3 separate regions of the Sus scrofa genome follow, and regions 1 and 3 are each linked to region 2. The links are chromatin contacts, called in public Hi-C and promoter capture Hi-C maps. All regions are on one chromosome and are shown on one strand. The core of a region is the stretch at or near the end of the contact, and the rest is flanking DNA. Distances in the headings are between cores, read along the strand shown.

Region 1 (3,669 bases), core at 394-2,893, 380 kb before region 2:
AGGCTGACCACTTCAAAAATACAAATCAGAATTCTCAACTTTTAAAAGTTTGACTTTATTATCGCTATGCTTAGTTTCAAAGGATCCTCATTTTACAGATAGTGAACAGAAACCCGAGAGGTGGCATGCATAATCAAGATCCCAGACAGGAGCCGTGCTTCAGGGTAAAAATGAGACCAGCCTTGGGTCCAGCTCAGGAACAGCTCCTGCTTCACGTGTCCACCTGTGCATGTGGATGGACACCTGGGCCAACTCACCTGGTGACTTAAGTGTCACGAGGTATTTTGCTTGGAACTTTGGAATATAAGAAACAAAAGTTAAAGAGATACTGTGTTGAAGTCGTTCCTTCTCTTCTTGATTCTTTTTTTTTTTTTTTTTTTTGTCTTTTTGCCGCGCCTGTGGCATATGGAGGTTTCCAGGCTAGGGGTCCATTCGGAGCTGTAGCCGCCAGCCTATGCCAGAGCCACAGCAAAGTGGGATCCAAGCCCCATCTGAGACCCACACCACAGCTCACGGCAACGCCGGACCCTTAACCTGCTGAGCAAAGCCAGGGATCGAACCCGCAACCTCATGGTTCCTAGTCGGATTCGTTAACCACTGAGTCATGATAGAAATGCCCGTCTTGATTCTTTCATTGATTCTTCCGCACATTTTTCTGAACATTCAAAACCAAAAGTGAAGTAGGTTCAGGCTCTGGTGCTCTAGCAGTGCATGATCCAGAAGGAGAGTTGTCTTTCCAAGTGTGTCTAAGAAGCGGAGGAGTGTGTCAGAGGAGGTGTGTCAGAGGAAGCGGAGGAGAGCATGTTGTTGCATTTGGTTCATAACTTCATAAGAAATGAAAATAGGAAATTGAGGGAGTTCCCGTTGCGACACAGTGGAAACAAATCTGACTAGGAACCATGAGGTTGCGGGTTTCATCCCTGGCCTCGCTCAGCAGGTTAAGGATCTGACGTTGCCATGAGCTGTGGTGTAGGTCACAGATGCAGCTCGGATCTGGCGTTGCTGTGGCTGTGGTGTAGGCTGGCACCTGTAGCTCTGATTAGACCCCTAGTCTGGGAACCTCCATATACCACAGGTGCAACCCTAAAGAGACAAAAAAAAAAAAAAAATAGGACATTGATAAAATTTAACCCCTGCACACCCAATCCCTCGTTAGCTGTGTGATGAAAGACATTTTAAATAACTTGTATAGTAAAAAGTATTTAAGGTCCATTTTCCTGAAATAAATTCTGAAATATCCCCCTCCTGGTTGGGTTCAGTTTTCTTCCTTTCCTACAGGACTGGGATGTAGAAAAAAACACAGATTTTGGATTCAGGCTGACTTGGGTACAAATCCTGCCTGCACAGCATCTGGGCGGTAAAACTTAGCCATGGTCTCTAAGGCTCAGCTTCCTTGTCCATAAAATGGAGATAATAATTTTAGCCTCATAAGTTTGTAGTAAAGATTAGTTGGGGAAATGTATATTAAGATAAAATAGTTTAAGTGTGGAAAAATGCTTTTATATCTGAATTTTTGATATGAATATGTTTTCATAATAATAGAGCGAAGTTGAGTATAGAAATGATGTAGTTTTTTCACTTCTTCTTCCTTCCAGAAGGGTGCAGTGTAAGGCCAAGAAATGCTTTCTTTCAGTTATTTTCCTGTCCTGATATTTAATGACTGCATTTTTAAGATATCTTTTCTCCACCCGTTCCCATCTCATTCTCACACATATCCAGTTTCCATCAGGAATTCGATGTTAGAGGAAAAAATGGCCTCTTTTTCTGATACTTAAAAATAAACCACGACAAATAAGGACTTTGAGTTGTTGCCATGACTGCCAAACCCTCTCCTGCCCATTATCCAGAGTAAATTATTTATTTTTTTGTTTTGTTTTTTTTTGGGGGGGGGTGCAGATTTGGGGCCACAGGTGCGGCATATGGAGGTTCCCAGGCTAAGGGTTGAATTGGAGCTGTCGCTGCCAGCCTACACCACAGCCACAGCAACACCGGATCCTTAACCAACTGAACCGGGCCATGGATCACACCTGCATCCTCATGGATGCTGGTTGGGTGTGTTTCTGCTGAGCCACAGTGGAAACTCCCAGAGTAAATTATTAATGAGCTCGTCCAGGACTGTTTATCAGTAAACACACAGGTTGTTCTAAGGGGAAGGTTGTATGACTCTGGTAGGGAGAGTGAGGTTGCAGTGCTGGGAAAGTTGGTGGTGGTGGGGGGGTGCTTGCTTCTCAGCCTCCGTCCACAGGGAAAGACCTGAATGAGCCAGCCATTTGCATGAGATCCTCTTCAGTGGCCAAAAAGTCTGTTTTCCTGGCATTTCAGGTGCTTACAAGGCTGAGTGCCTCTCTGAGTCACTTTTCCAGAAGCAAGATGCTTTAAACGAGCACTTTCTCTCATTCCCAGAAAGGGTTGACCCATTCCTGCTCAGATAATCCTTCCCAGAAATTAAGACAGCCATCCAGGGAGTTCCCGTCGTGGCGCAGTGGTTAACGAATCCGACTAGGAACCATGAGGTTGCGGGTTCGGTCCCTGCCCTTGCTCAGTGGGTTAAGGATCCGGCGTTGCCGTGAGCTGTGGTGTAGGTTGCAGACGCGGCTCGGATCCCGCGTTGCTGTGGCCCTGGCGTAGGCTGGTGGCTACAGCTCCGATTCGACCCCTAGCCTGGGAACCTCCATATGCCGCGGGAGCGGCCCAAGAAATAGCAACAACAACAACAACAACAACAACAAAAAAGACAGCCATCCATGGTGTTTGGTTGACCAGCCACAAATTCGTATACAAATTCCACGGGAGAGAGCGGGGAGGCCACTGGAAGCCGAGAACGTCAGGAAGTATATGTTTGCAACTTATTGAGATAGAAATGGCTGTCCTTGTTTGGGTTTTTTTTGTTTGTTTGTTTCTTTTTTTTCTTTTTTGCCATTTTCCTGGGCTGCTCCCATGGCATATGGAGGTTCCCAGGCTAGGGGTCCAATCTGAGCTGTAGCCACCGGCGTGCACCACAGCCACAGCAATGCGTGATCCAAGCCGGTTCTGTGATCTGCACCACAGCTCACGGCAACGCCAGATCCTTAACCCACTGAGCAAGGGCAAGGATCAAACCCACAACCTCATGGTTCCTATTCGGATTCATAAACCACTGAGCCACGACGGGAACTCCTGTCCTTGTTTTTATTTTAACAAGAAGCACGACCCATTTGCCATGGAAAAGCTTCTCAGACGAGGTCATTTTGAGCCCATTTACTTCACTTTTCTGAGCCTCAGTTTCTACATATGTGATATAGGGTTGACCAAATCTTTTAGGAATGGTCGCGAGGGTAAATGCATAGAAAACATGTAGCAAATTTCCTGGCCCTCAGTAAGCCTTTAGTAGCTGCCGTTCTTAAACTGGTTGATCCCTGCACCATATATCCGTATTTCTCTAACATCGCTGAATCTCCTGAAATCTATTAGGATATTCAAACAAAAAGCCTGTTAAAGCTGATTTTATTTTCATTTTCAAGAATAAGGGAGTTCCCGTCGTGGCTCAGTGGTTAACGAATCCGACTAGGAACCATGAGGTTGCGGGTTTGATCCCTGGCCTTGCTCAGTGGGTTAAGGATCTGGCGTTGCTGTGGCTGTGGTGTAGGCCGGTGGCTACAGCTCAGATTGGACCCCTAGCCTGGGAACCTC
Region 2 (3,878 bases), core at 343-2,842:
CACGGACTTGGAGAATAGATTTGTGGCTGCCAGATGGGAGAGGGAGGGAGTGGGAGGGATCAGGAGCTTGGGGTTATCAGATACAACTTATAAGGAGATCCTGCTGAGTAGCATTGAAAACTATGTCTAGATACTCATATTGCAACAAAACAAAGGGTGGGGGAAAACTGTATACATGTAAGAGTAACTTGATCCCCATGCTGTACAGCAGGAAAAAAAAAATTGACCTATTTATATAATACTTTACGCTTTATGAAGTGCTATGACTAATAATTTTATCTTATTTTTAAAGACCTATTTTTTTAGTGACAGGAGTAATAATTTCATAAACAAAGACATTTCAGGAAAATAAGTTATTTAAGGTGTGAATAAAGGGAAATCATCACTAATTTATGATTTTGCTAATAATTTCTCAGCTTTTAATAAAAGTCCAAGTTTCTCTTAACAGTATATATCATACATAGCAGAGGTTAAAATTAGAGGTTTAAAAAGTAGCTACTTAACTGGGAAGAAAAAGACTGCTTGGGGAGTTCCTGCAGCAGAAACAAATGCAACTGGGATCCATGAGGTTGTGGGTTTGATCCCTGATCTCGCTCAGTGGGTTAAGGATCCAGTGCTGCCATGAGTTGTGGTGAAGGTTGCAGACGGGGCTTGGATCTGGCGTGGCTGCGGCTATGGTGTAGGCCAGCAGCTGTAGCTCCAATTAGACCCCTAGCCTGGGAACCTCCGTATGCCGCAGGTGAGCCCCTCCCCCCACAAAAAAAAGACTGCTTGGATTTGTTTGCAAATACAGATAAATGATAAAAAGTGAAAGTAAACTTTATATGATCAAAGAAATAAAAGACTGCCACTAACAGAGGCTAATGGTTTTTCAAAATACATCTTTATATACCTTATAATTTCAATTAAATGGTGTCTTCAATATTACGCGAGTCTAGACAAACTACATCCTGCCTGTCCCCAGCTCTTGAAATCAATAAGAGACCCTAGAATGTCAATTTCGAAAACAATCTATAACTATTTACAATGATTTTATTAGAGGACTGCTGCGTTTCCCATTTATGAACAGTCTAATCCTGAAATACACCACTTGCTGAACATAACACATCAGAATCTTAACCTTTTATACACTGGTGATGGGGGCCGTGGAGGACTTGTGTTTTGCACTGGGGAACAGCATCACTGTTGCCGCATTCCCTGAAGGCACACACCCACCTGTGGATTTCTAATATACCACAGCAAACAAACATGTCAAATATTCTTACATTTCTCCCTTCTTTAAAGCCACCTGACCTGGTACGAATCTAATTCACTGAAGCTTTCATTATAGCAAATGCTTCTAGCTGGTTCTGCTGACGGTTGCCCTTGACCCTGTTTTGACTTCCTTTGCATACAATGGCCAGACTAATCCTAAAGTTAAGTGTGCCCTGTTACTTCCCTTTTCAAAAGTCAACAAGAGTTTCCCGTTAATAACAGCACATTATAAATAATGGTTAATTCTTACCTGCAGCACACTTGGTTCTTTCATTGCTCCACTTCGCCTGAGATAAAGTCCGTCATGATGCAATGGGTAATGAGGACAAATTTTCCTTGAAAACTAAAAGTTAACTGCCATTGTAATTTTTCTCCCACACTCTAACTACAACATATTAACTTAGAGCACCACCTATCTTTCAATAAAAGGTTAGGAAACTAGTTTTACTTTTGCAACAGCTGGCCTGTACAATTTAGTATGATATTAAGTCCAAAATGCAAAAAGAAAAGAAAATTCTAAGAAGGTTCATTTGACAGTGCATAAAAGATCATTCTACCAGAATACAGAAAATTCTTAGTAATGTTTTAAACAAGGGAGTCTGGCCAGCTGTGTACTGAAGATCTTAATCTTCCACAAAAATGGTCAATGAACAAACTGTAGCTGGAAATGTTAACTAGAAGTTGCGGTTAGGGAGAAGCGGAGCTGTTTTGACTTTGAAATTCTAACACTCCTTGATATTTTCAGGTATTAACTAAATGTGTTGCTTTTTCTGTAAAAGTCTTCCCAACATTTAGGTCATTTCCCTTATTTAAATGAGGGTAAAAGTACAAATAAATATAAATACAAAATAAATATATTGTATAAATATATATTGTATATTTATACAATATAAGTATAAATAAATAAATATAAATTTATAATGTGGGAGACAGTCTGCTCATACAGCACACAGTTCATTCTCTGCTACGATCCCAGTCAAGGGCACCACACCCTCTTCTCAAATCCGTGTTATTCTCTGACCTCATGCTGCAACAGAATTATTTTTAGAAATGGCAATTTCTTACATAAACCTAAGCAGCGTAACACATTGGAGAAAATACTTTTAGTCAGAATGAATGGGCATTTGCACCAAAAGTCAAACCATGAGAAACAACTGATTACGTGAAAACCTGGCTGTGACATCCACGAAGAATGGAAATGTCTTGAATTTATACAGCATTTCTCCTGCGCGGTTCGCCGCAGCTCTCTAAGGCAGGCGGGAGTGGGGATCATCGCCCATGTCACCTACAGGGAAACAGATGCACTAGAGTTTAAGTGTGTCGACCACTGGAAAAACAGAACTCCCAGGGATTGATGGTGACCTACGGCTGTCTCATGCCCTATTCCTCAGATATAAAAATTAAGAGAAAAAAAATTTTAGTTAAAACTGACTGAAAATCAATGTAACTCATCAAAGTTATTTTGTAAATAGCACTTGGTTACAATTTGCAGTATAACTCAATATGACAAAAGGTCTGGAGATTGTTTATAAAAAACGGCTTGTTAAAATTGAGTGGAATAAGCATTTCTTAGCAGTTGATGTACTGGGGCTCTAAGCATTTCAGAAAGCTCTTTTGTGAGAGCCTAACTTGCTCATCGTGCCATAGCACACAGCTTGGACGACACAGTCACTCTCTTGGTGATTCATGGCAGCAAACACGAACATGAGTCTTTCTGTGACTGGTTATTTAAATCATCATCCCACTCTGGTTATGATTACCTTGTCAGATGTAGCAGAGTTGTTAAAAGAGAGATATTAAGCTCTTCTAACCTTTACAACAATCGGGCAAATTTTCATCTTATCAATGGAATAAAAGGGACAGTTCTCACAAGCTTCATAGGCCTTCTACTCTCTTTCCAAAGTTTTACACTCCACATCCATTATTTTCCTAATTTTACAGTGGACCCTTGAACATGGTTTTGAACTGCGCATGTCTGATTATACACAGAGTTTCTTCAATCCATACGTACTGTAGACCTACTCGAGCCCTAGATGACTGAATCCCCAGATGGGGAACCATGGATATGAGAGTCAACCATAAACTTACACACAGATTTTCCATTTCATGGGTCCACACCCCTAACCCTGAGTGATTCAAGGGTCAACTGTAATTTTAAATTCTTTTTCCTCCTATAGAGTCCCTTTTAAACTGTTCCAGGGAAATTACTAATCTACTTCAAGGCACTAAATCTCTGTGCCCTAACATGTAAAATACAACACAAATGTTTACTTTTTTTTTACATTTTTATTTTGCAATATAAACATGATTAAAATGCACTATGAAACAACATTTTGTGTTTACATCAAAACTAACTTAAAATGTTTGGTAGGAAATAGCATAATTTTTTAAAATATGTTCCAACTCAGTATGAAGGTGAGCAGTTTATTTCTGAATTTTATTTAGGTATTTTAACTATAGTTTATTATTGAAACAAACAAAATTTTTGGTCTCTTTTTCTTCACTTTTGATTTTTCTTTAATTCTTTTTTAGTTCACAGTGTCATAGATGTGTAAAATAGGACTGATAGAAACCACTCTAAAACATATGGCTTTATATACATAAAAAAAAATCCAATAATGTTG
Region 3 (3,672 bases), core at 128-2,627, 290 kb before region 2:
TGCAGACTCTTTTGGACTCGAATCTCAACCACTTAAATCAACTCCTGTGAGAGACGGCTCCTTTCAGCATCTCTGTAGTATGCACAGAGATGGCCAGTTTCTGCAGACCCCACCGGGGGAGCTGTTTTATGCTAGTTCTTTGGGACCTTGAGACCTGGAGCATTTTCTTTTAAAATTTCCAAATGGAATTCACCAAGTGATAACTAGCTATTCTCAGCCAGAATGTTCACAGATTATTGCTCAGTTCTCCTCTAGCAAACGCCTCTCCACGGGCTTGAGAAGAGCCTGCCTGCGATGTCCTCTATTCCTGCAGAACTAGGTCACTCTCCCTGGTCGCTCTAATTCTGGGTCACTTTAATTCTCACTAAGCCTTTGTTTTTGTGGCCAGAACGGCTCACTGGTAAGTCACTTGTCGCTCTTTCTGGCCAAGAGCTGAGAAGGGGAACTATTAAATAGTGAGGATTAACAATTTTAGTGCAAGTTCTGGGTTCTTTTTGCTGAAGCTAGAGAGAGGGTCTGGTGGTTGAACAGTCTGGGTTGATATGTGCTTGCTGTGGGGAGGTGGGAGGTTTTGGCGACCAGGGAAAAGGTAAAATCAGAGGTTCAGAGAGAAAGACTTTTCCTCCAAGAGAATCAAATTATAATGCTGTAGTTTACCTTGGTACAGCTCAAGACCGCAGGCCTAAACAGACACACGAGGAAACTGGATAGAATAGGGAGAGACTGGAAATGACGGGACGGGGTGGGTGTGGGGAAGAAGAGGGAGAGGTTCAGAGAAAGTCAGATGGGCGAGCAAGGTCCCATTGTCAAGGGGACAATGACACGGATTTATAGTCCATGCAAGTCATCAGAATTGGAGCCCCAAGGGAGTTCCCATCGTGGCTCAGTGGGTTAACGAATCCAACTAGGAACCATGAGGTTGCGGGTTCGATCCCTGGCCATGCTCAGTGGGTTAAAGATCCAGTGTTGCCCAAGAAATGGCAAAAAGGCAAAAAAAAAAAAAAAGAATTGGAGCCCCAAGACTGGAAAACAGATTGGGAGTTGAGGCACATGGTGATTTGTAATCAGAAACCCAGAAAGCCCCAGGCAGTATGGGGACATCTGTTAGCCATACACATGGGAGGGTCTGGGTGACACTCCAGAGTGAGACCCTGAGGGAGGGACCTGGTAGGGGGAGTAGTGGCGGAGAGAATGTTTTGGGGAAAGAAAAGCCAGGTCTTGGAGAAACTAACAAATCAGGCAGGTTCCCAGGACAGATACTTAGAATGAGGCAAAAGGCCGCCCAGAACTAAGACCCAAGATTGGCTGTTGGAGTTGGTCCAGGACCTAGTGCAGTTTGCTGCTGACATCAAGAGGTGGAGACAGTGTTCAGTTGTTCCTCAAATCCTCCTGGACGAGAATTAGGAGTGACCCTGGGGCCAGGATGGGGTTACACTGAGGTGGACATCAGGTGATAACAAGTGAAGGAGTTCAGATGGCTGAGGGGCCAGGAAATAACAAAGACTATGTTTTCTCTTTATGATCCTGGGAAAAAACTCAGTAAAAAAGAAAGCATTCTAAACTTTTTTGACCATGGAAAGAATGGTGATGAATTAATGAATAACAGGTTGAATGCAAACAAACTGGGTCATTTGGGGTTTTCCCAACTGTTTTGTATTTCTCATTGCTTTCTCTTTGATTTTTTTTTCCTTTTTGTCATTTTTCCTCCTTCTCAAATTAGGCAATAGGAAAATAATTTTATCTTTAGGGTGTTCCTGGAGTGAACTATACCAGCCATGCATTGATTTGGGATAACACCAAGCCAATACAGACATAACCCTGGCAGAGACTTAGTTGTTAATTGGTCTCTGCTCTTCTAACATTGGCTCCAAAATTTGCACAAAACTCCCCAAGTCCCAACAAGCCTTGCTTTGTTAATCTACATGCTAAAGGAATCTGCTCACACATGATTTCAAAAGCAAGGACGAGAAAGAAGAGAGTACTTTATCGTTTGGAAGGAACATGAATTTATTTCCTCCAAGGAACTAACCTGCTTACACTCCAACTTGCTCATGTGGAAAATATTCAGGAAAGCCGTAATTATCCAGGGGAAAGGTATTTTCAGTGTGAAACCTAATGCTTTTGTCTTTTAATGCTTACTTCGTGGGGTAACAGGCGGTGAGAACGGGGCTCCCTACTTGGGGAATGGGAAAGCCCACGGGAGAAGAAACACATTCTTTATAATTTGTCCTTCTGTGTCATGTGATTCACCCAACAGGTCTGATAGGGTTTTTCATTGCCTTTGGCATCGCCATGGGGAAGATGGGTGAGCAGGCCAAGCTGATGGTGGAATTCTTCAATATTTTGAATGAGATTGTGATGAAGTTGGTGATCATGATCATGTGGTAAGTGGGCTTCTTCTTACCTCATTGCGGAGAGGACGTGAGATGGTGTTGGGGTCCCCCAGAGGACGCTGGAACCCTCCCAGCAGCAAAGAGTGGGTGGGCGTGAACCAAGTGAACCAAGCAAAGGGCTCTCAGGAAGGACTGAGAAAGGGCTGAAAAACCTCTCTTTTAGAGAGTTCCCCAGAAAATGGGTTGGAAACCTATAGCCAGCCCATGGACCACATCTCATCTGCCATTTGTTTTGTATGACCTGACAATTAAGAATGGGTCTTTTGTGTTTACTTTGCAGAAAAAAAAATCAAAAGAGTAGTACTAGTCCATGACACGTGAAAATTACTTGGAGTTCACATTCAGGGCCCATAAATCGTTTTACTGAAACCCAGCCTCATACCTGTTTGTTCATGTATTGTCTACAGTTGCTCTTGTGCCAAAAGACAGAGTTGAGGGATTCTGACCAAGAGTATGTAGCCTGCAAAGCCTGAAATATCTACTCTTTGGACCCTTATATAAAAAGTCTGCCCATCCTTGCCCTGTGAGAAAAGACAAAAAAAAAAAAAAAAAAAAAAAAAACACTGGAAAAATCAAGCAGGAATCCTGAAACCTGAAGCTCTCAGGAAACATTGAGATAGGGCCAAACTCCCCGGGATATGGCAGGGCCCAGGGCCTGTGGAAGAACCACTGCTCCGTATGCTGGTGTACGTAAGCAATGGATCTTAAACTCGGGTTACTCGTGACTCATGTGGGGGAAGAAAAAAAAAGACAGAGCGAGACAACTGTCAGGCCATGCAAAAAAAGTGAAATCACAGAGGATTGAACAAGAAATGCTCTTGGAAATCTGGTTCCACCCTCTGGTTTTACAATAGAGAAAACTATGGTCCAGAGACACTAAATCTTGATTCTTTAACATCATCCTGATCATCATCATCACAAAAAACTCTCTTTTATTGATTTCTTTTTATCTGCCAAGAGCCATGATATTGCTTCATACCTATCAAATGCAATCCCAACAACCCTGCAAAAATGGCGTTAGGGTTCCCATTTTACAGAAAGGATCACTGAGGCTCCTTGACATGAGTGAACTTGCCCAACATTGTATCACAAGGGAGAGGAAGAGCTGCAGTTTATACTGATGGTAAAAATCTTTGGTGCATCAGTGGGTTTGTTTGAATCATCTAAGCAATATTGATTCTACTTCATTCCATGTGAGTTCATGGTCAGTGGTTCTGAGACCTAGGGTAGCTCAGGAGACTGTGAGTAGTCCCTCCTTCACCAAGGATACAGTGTCACC

The links. Promoter capture Hi-C pulls out the DNA fragments that hold promoters and counts their contacts. A called contact is a pair of places that touch in the nucleus more often than the background predicts.
Region 1: a contact with region 2 is called in a Hi-C map of liver, with 2.8 times the contacts expected there. The contact joins two enhancer-like sites. A contact is called at or near these places in 23 of 47 Hi-C or Micro-C datasets (adipose tissue, alveolar macrophages, blood and 13 more) and 2 of 2 datasets of contacts at active chromatin or transcription factors (alveolar macrophages and skeletal muscle).
Region 3: a contact with region 2 is called in a promoter capture Hi-C map of liver, with 4 times the contacts expected there. The contact joins two enhancer-like sites. A contact is called at or near these places in 1 of 5 promoter capture datasets (liver), 4 of 47 Hi-C or Micro-C datasets (embryonic fibroblasts, fetal heart ventricle, heart right ventricle and 1 more) and 1 of 2 datasets of contacts at active chromatin or transcription factors (alveolar macrophages).

Annotation. Positions count from the first base shown.
Region 1 is chr2:25,632,013-25,635,681 of Sscrofa11.1, forward strand. The region is part of intron 1 of SLC1A2 (excitatory amino acid transporter 2); the gene reads left to right. All of the region lies in intron 1 of LOC110259680 (a long non-coding RNA gene), which reads left to right. Among named protein-coding and RNA genes, the nearest start is that of SLC1A2, 30 kb to the left of the region's middle. Within about 2 kb of position 1,644, at least 9 of the 83 cell types and tissues checked have an H3K27ac peak or open chromatin away from gene starts, as enhancers often do. A contact at or near this core is called in alveolar macrophages and liver, where this site is marked.
Region 2 is chr2:26,011,434-26,015,311 of Sscrofa11.1, forward strand. It overlaps PDHX (pyruvate dehydrogenase protein X component, mitochondrial), which reads right to left. Exons shown (of 13, transcript XM_003122869.4): 13 at 3,521-3,878. Among named protein-coding and RNA genes, the nearest start is that of MIR1343, 53 kb to the right of the region's middle. Within about 2 kb of position 1,593, at least 17 of the 83 cell types and tissues checked have an H3K27ac peak or open chromatin away from gene starts, as enhancers often do. A contact at or near this core is called in alveolar macrophages and liver, where this site is marked.
Region 3 is chr2:25,722,989-25,726,660 of Sscrofa11.1, forward strand. SLC1A2 (excitatory amino acid transporter 2) reads left to right here. Exons shown (of 11, transcript XM_003480708.4): 6 at 2,258-2,384. Among named protein-coding and RNA genes, the nearest start is that of SLC1A2, 120 kb to the left of the region's middle. Within about 2 kb of position 1,378, at least 13 of the 83 cell types and tissues checked have an H3K27ac peak or open chromatin away from gene starts, as enhancers often do. A contact at or near this core is called in alveolar macrophages and liver, where this site is marked.